2 separate regions of the Triticum aestivum genome follow, and region 1 is linked to region 2. The links are chromatin contacts, called in public Hi-C maps. All regions are on one chromosome and are shown on one strand. Each heading gives the region's core, a stretch centred on a gene start, on an enhancer-like site or on the middle of the called end of the contact. The rest is flanking DNA. Distances are from core to core; before and after follow the strand shown. Region 1 has its middle 6.9 kb from the start of LOC123110686. Region 2 has its middle 7.0 kb from the start of LOC123110685.

Region 1 (2,700 bases), core at 137-2,636, 760 kb before region 2:
ATAAGCAAAGAGAAACACTAGTATATAAAATAACTAATTCAATTGAATTTTTCCTGTGTGCTAGTTAGTTCATTCTGTTTTGCTTTGACATGCCTTTTTTCGTCTTACAGTACACGGTCACACTGACCCCAGCTTTGCTTTTTGCCGCACAACACAAAGTATGTATAACAAAAAACCAGTGGCGATCATCGAAGAACAGAAGGAGAAAAGGCCGCGGCCCTTTGGCCGGATCAGCCGGCCCCGGCCGGCCGCGCGGCGACTTTTCCCGCCCGGCGGTCCTGGCCTGCGACGGTGGCCCTTGCGCCCTCGTGGTGGCAGCACGGCGCGGCGCGTGCGGCATTAAAAGGAGACGAGACGCGTCCATCCAAAGGCAGCAGCGCGAGGCCACCACCACCCACCACCTCTGCAGCTGCAGCTGCAGCTCCGCTCCCCTGCCGCGCCATCTGATTTCGCATCAGGGGGCACGACACGGGAAGAAGAGGATGGGCAACCAGACAAAGGAGGCAGCCCCCGCCAGCCCAGCCAGTGCTCTGGCGATCGATCGAGACGCCGCTACAGTCCTAGTCAGGGTACTACTGCTAGTACTGCAGAGCACTATGCCATTGCCCATTGCCGCCGCTGCTGCATGCCACCGCACCACACAAGCTATAGCCAGGACCGGGGACGGGACGGGACCAGCCTAGTATAGCCTCGTTCTTACGAGACTTTCTTTTCTCTTGTGAAAAGGGAGGGAGAGGTCGTCCGTCGATCTTTTGCCATTTGATGGATGGGGACGGATACTTGTTCCTTTGCTCCCCCATCCCGGAGGCCGGAGCCCCCCGCTATGGCTATGGCTATAGCTAGGTGGTGGTCCTCAGTCCTCTCCGGCTCTTCCCCTGCCTTGCTTCCCCTAATTTAGGATGGCTGCATCTGCTTTGGTCCCCATGCAACTACCACTGAGTAGTTCAAAACAACAACAACAACAACAACAACAATCAACAACGTCAACAAGATGGAAACACTTTCCTTCTAGTAGTATCTTGTTATTACTGCTCAAGCTCGAGTTGTCAACTCCACAAAATCCACTGTCTGTTGTAGTTACGAAAATAACCCACACAACCTAACGGAAACTCCGTCCACTTTACATTTACGGTGCATGCACGTGAGTATCCTTGCTGTCAAAAGAGAGCTAGCGTATCCTGCACCTGCAGGAAGATTGGTTGGTTGGTAGTACGTACTCCCTTCGTTCCAAAATACGTGCGCGGTCACGTTGCAATCATGCGTGCGCGTAACAAGCGCACGTGTGGACCACCCGGGGTCCCCGATCCATCCAACGGCCAAAACAAAGGGCCATCCCACAGCCCACCGGGAAAGCGAAGCCAAGGATGGACGGTCGATCAGGACCATACATGCATCTAGATGATCGGGTCGCGCACACACCTACACATAAATTATTATTTTTTGCATGGCACACCTACACATAATCGAGCAGTTTTTTCAGGCGACGCGCGCCCCTGGTGACGACAGTGTACGTACGTACTGCATACGTGTACGTGTTTATTTCGTACTCGTGTAGCCGTCGTCCGTCGCGTCCGCGTCGCTGTCGGAGAGGTTGAGAGACGGTAACTCCACCTCACCTATATACGATCGTATCGTACGTTTGCGATGCGCATTGCACGCACCCACCGCACGAGCGAAATGGCCGTTTGGAGTCATTGGTGTTAGAAGGGAGAGAGAGAATTGATGGAATATTCGATGTATTGTTTGAGCCTCATGGACATATATACAGGAGTACAATAATTAACTTGGAGTACAAGACAAGGTAGGACCAAATCCTAGTCTATCCTATACTTCCTAATGATCATATACTCAACATCCCCCGCAGTCACAACGGTAGCAACGCAGACAGTGAAACTGGAGAAGAATCCGAAGGCACACCGACGGACCCCCCCCCCCCCCCCCCCGGTCGTAAAGGTCGATGCATCGTGGTAGTTGTGGCTGGAGTGGGAACCGACGAGGTTGCTCAAGCAAGGCGATAGCCCTTTATGCCGGTTGTCAAGATAACCGAGAGCGTAGGGTGGTGAAGCCGTGGTCGAGGTAGTCGCGCGAAGAATGCCGTGGTCGATGTCGAGTTGGGATAGCCGGGGTCGAGGAAGTCGCCGTGGAGCCGCGGGTGCAAGGAAGTGCCGAGTTAGTCATAGGCGCAGTAGTGTCGAAGTAGTGGTGCACCGGAGAGAAGACGTTGTTGAAGACGCGTCGCGCTGGGGTTGCCAAGACCGGGAACACATCATGGACGAAGGCACGCATCGGTGTTGGCAGCACCGAGCATGCGTAGACGGGCGAAGATGAAGTTGACGAAGCGCCGCACCAGGCTTGCCAGGTCCAGGGACACGTCGTGGACGAAGGCACACACCGGTGTGCCACCATCGGGCATGCGTAGACTAGGACCTGCATGAGCTGTACGCCATGTCGAAGAAGTCAGAGAGGCCAACAAAGTAGGACTCAGCGACAGTTGCGGCGCCAATCAGGGCGGGGCCAATGTCGCCCGTGGTTGTCGGAGTAGACGAAGTGGTCGGGGTAGATAACGACGATGCTAGCGACGGGCTGGTGCTTGACGAAGACGAACGGGGTGGACGGGCGACCGTGGCGGCTAAGGGGGTAGCGACGACGACGACCGAAGAAGAGCGGCGGCGCTAGGTTAGGAGCGCGGCGGCGATGCTC
Region 2 (2,700 bases), core at 170-2,669:
GGCCCTGTTGGGTCTAACCCTGAACTAATCCTCACCTAACTCTAACCAAAGGGGTGTTTTGGATGGCTGGGTTAGATTAACAATAAATGCTCTTTCTCAATCATTTGGCTACTTTGGACCCTATTTTCTGCCGGATTTGGTGTGGCCGAGGCAAACTGGGACGCGCTCGGCAAGGAGCTGTGCTGGCCTCTCGTACAGCCCGCCGGCCGAATCCGCCATCTCCGCGCAAGGAGCCGCGCTGACCGAGGCCGATGGGGACGGGCCGCGCAAGGAGCCGCGACTGCTTACCGATGGGCGGCGGAGAGACGAGGGGGTTGGAACGGGAGGATAGGGCGGAGCTGCTTACCGGGGGCGGACGAGAGCGCGGATATGGCGAGGCGCCTTCAGGGGTGGTGCGAGAGGGGGGGGGGGGAGGACGAGAAGCTTCGAGGTGTTAGGTTGAACTCTATCCTGTTCGAACCCAACGGGTCGAACGGGCCCCTGACTCGCGCCCTGATCGGGGCGCCCAACCAAACCATGGTTGGTGGGCCCCTGTTGCCAGCGCAATATAAAGAGGTGGGGTGCCGGGGCACGCATCATGAGGTTGACCATGCACCACAACACCACCAACACACCAATTCGATCTAGGGTTTGCGCTAGGTCGACGGGAAGCTCCGCCGCCACCACCTCGCCCACACTCTGTCATCACCATGGCCGGTGCTGGATCGAGCTCGTCAGCACGTGGAGAAGGTAGGTTCACCGGATGATCCAGCCTACTCCGATCCCAAGGTCTATCACGAGGAAGTGGGGAGGGATCTGCTGCGGGGAGAGCGAGAGAAAAAAATGTGTTTTTTAGTGGTCCCGAGGAGAACTAACCCAAATAAGCACCTCTTGGGTGGGTTCGTTTTTTTTTTGAAAGGGTTAGATGCATCTAACCCAAACTAACCCTATATTTTTGGGTTAGTTGAGTCCAAACTAACCCAAACTAACTCTAACCCATGAATCCAAGCAGGGACAACAATTTGGGGCCGTTTACATGGGAGTAGCAGTAATCTCCCATGAATGTGGGGTACGTACATAAGTGGAGTCTAGTGCTTTGTTCATTGGTCTGATGGTGGCCATTGCGCTCAATGCATCGACGGATAATTCTAGGGTTTATAGTAAATAAAAGAGCCAAGGAAGAAGTACACCCATGGCCAGAACTAGAAGATTGACCCCTAATCATACTGGCAAGACACGATGCATTATTTGCAGTACTATACTAGGAGAGTACAAAGACACGGGGAAGAAAGCAGTATACGTGTACAAGTAGTCGAATCGATGCTGCGTTTACATGCATCTTACGGCCGGCCGGTGACCACGCACACAGACACACTCAGTACAGCACCTTCCTGGCACTCTCTACCTGTAAACATGAGTACATGCGGCTCATTTGGAAGTTGCTAAGTAGGAGAGGTATAGCAAGCACTCGTACGCCCGCTACAGTAGAGGGAGGGGCCAAGGGATGCGAGGTCAGGGGTGAGGTCCCATCAATAATACAGGAGGCCCTATGCATGCTCGCAACAGCGCTGTCTAGAGCTAGAGATCCCATCATTGTTTTGTCACCACCCAATGGGACCAACGGTTGCGCATATACGCATGCATGGCCTAGCTAGCGCCATGATTCGGCGGATCCAAGTTTTTGCCATTCCTCAATCATGCATGTAAAACCATCTTGAATTTTTGTTGCAAGATTTGTTTCTTTCCTAGGGGCCCTTCGAACACACGAGCTTTGGAGTACAAATTTATGTTTCACTCTTGCTAAATCTCAGTCTACCGAGACACTTTCTGTTTTCATAAACTATTGCATAGGAATTCTTACTCTCATCTTTTCTCTCTTTAATAACGACTGCTGGATCCATGCAATGCAATCCCTATGCATACAACCAACAGTATTTGCTTCTTTTTTCAGTTGACACAGTTGGTCTCCTCCATCAAAAGTATACCAGCATTAAACAACGAAAAGAGGGTCTCCTGCTTTTGGTCAGGTGATCTTGATTCTTGCACCATGGAATGGATCCACTTTAACGACACCTGGTAGTGATCCTAAAACCTGCCTCAAAAGCGCGTCACAAGGTCATACAGAGACGCATCGAGCACGCTGCTCCACGGGAACCCTTTTCTCTCCTTTTTTTTCCCTCCACAGCGTTCACTGCTAGGCAACAAGCACATACAACATGTCGCTGCCATGACACGACGCGACGCCCGCATGCACTGCATACAACGCCCCCGCGTCTCCGGAACCGCACATACCTGCATTTTAGGCGTTGTTCTTGTGACGACCCACACGAACAGATCGCACGAGGGGAAAGGGGGAGAGATTCAGAGAAGGAGGAAAGTAGCTTTACTGGATGAGAGGAAGGTTCAGATACAGGTAGATGACAGAGTGAGAGCTCAATACACACCACACACGCACGCGCCCACGCAGGGGCAGGTAAAGTAGCCTCTCGCGACTCTGTCCCGATGCTGACTTCGCCCGATGACTTGTTCCTCCTCCTCCTATTGGCTGATCAGGTCCACCGTGGCACTAGTGGGTGCAGGTGTGACATTTCCCCCTCCATCAGAAGGAGCGTCACCTGGCGCTCCGGCCGGCTCTCTCCAGATTGCGGCGGCCGGGAAACGAAGCTTGAGCGTCTCGAAATCCTCCCATGTCACGGCTGCTGGTGAAGCGGAGTTCCAGCG

The links. A called contact is a pair of places that touch in the nucleus more often than the background predicts.
Region 1: a Hi-C map of leaf shows a contact between it and region 2, with 4 times the contacts expected there. The contact joins two enhancer-like sites. A contact is called at or near these places in 2 of 5 Hi-C or Micro-C datasets (both in leaf).

The regions. Positions count from the first base shown.
Region 1 is chr5B:112,595,042-112,597,741 of IWGSC CS RefSeq v2.1, reverse strand. No RefSeq gene overlaps it. Among protein-coding and RNA genes, the nearest start is that of LOC123110686, 6.9 kb to the left of the region's middle. Within about 2 kb of position 1,386, at least 6 of the 8 cell types and tissues checked have an H3K27ac peak or open chromatin away from gene starts, as enhancers often do. A contact at or near this core is called in leaf, where this site is marked.
Region 2 is chr5B:111,831,415-111,834,114 of IWGSC CS RefSeq v2.1, reverse strand. No RefSeq gene overlaps it. Among protein-coding and RNA genes, the nearest start is that of LOC123110685, 7.0 kb to the right of the region's middle. Within about 2 kb of position 1,419, at least 5 of the 8 cell types and tissues checked have an H3K27ac peak or open chromatin away from gene starts, as enhancers often do. A contact at or near this core is called in leaf, where this site is marked.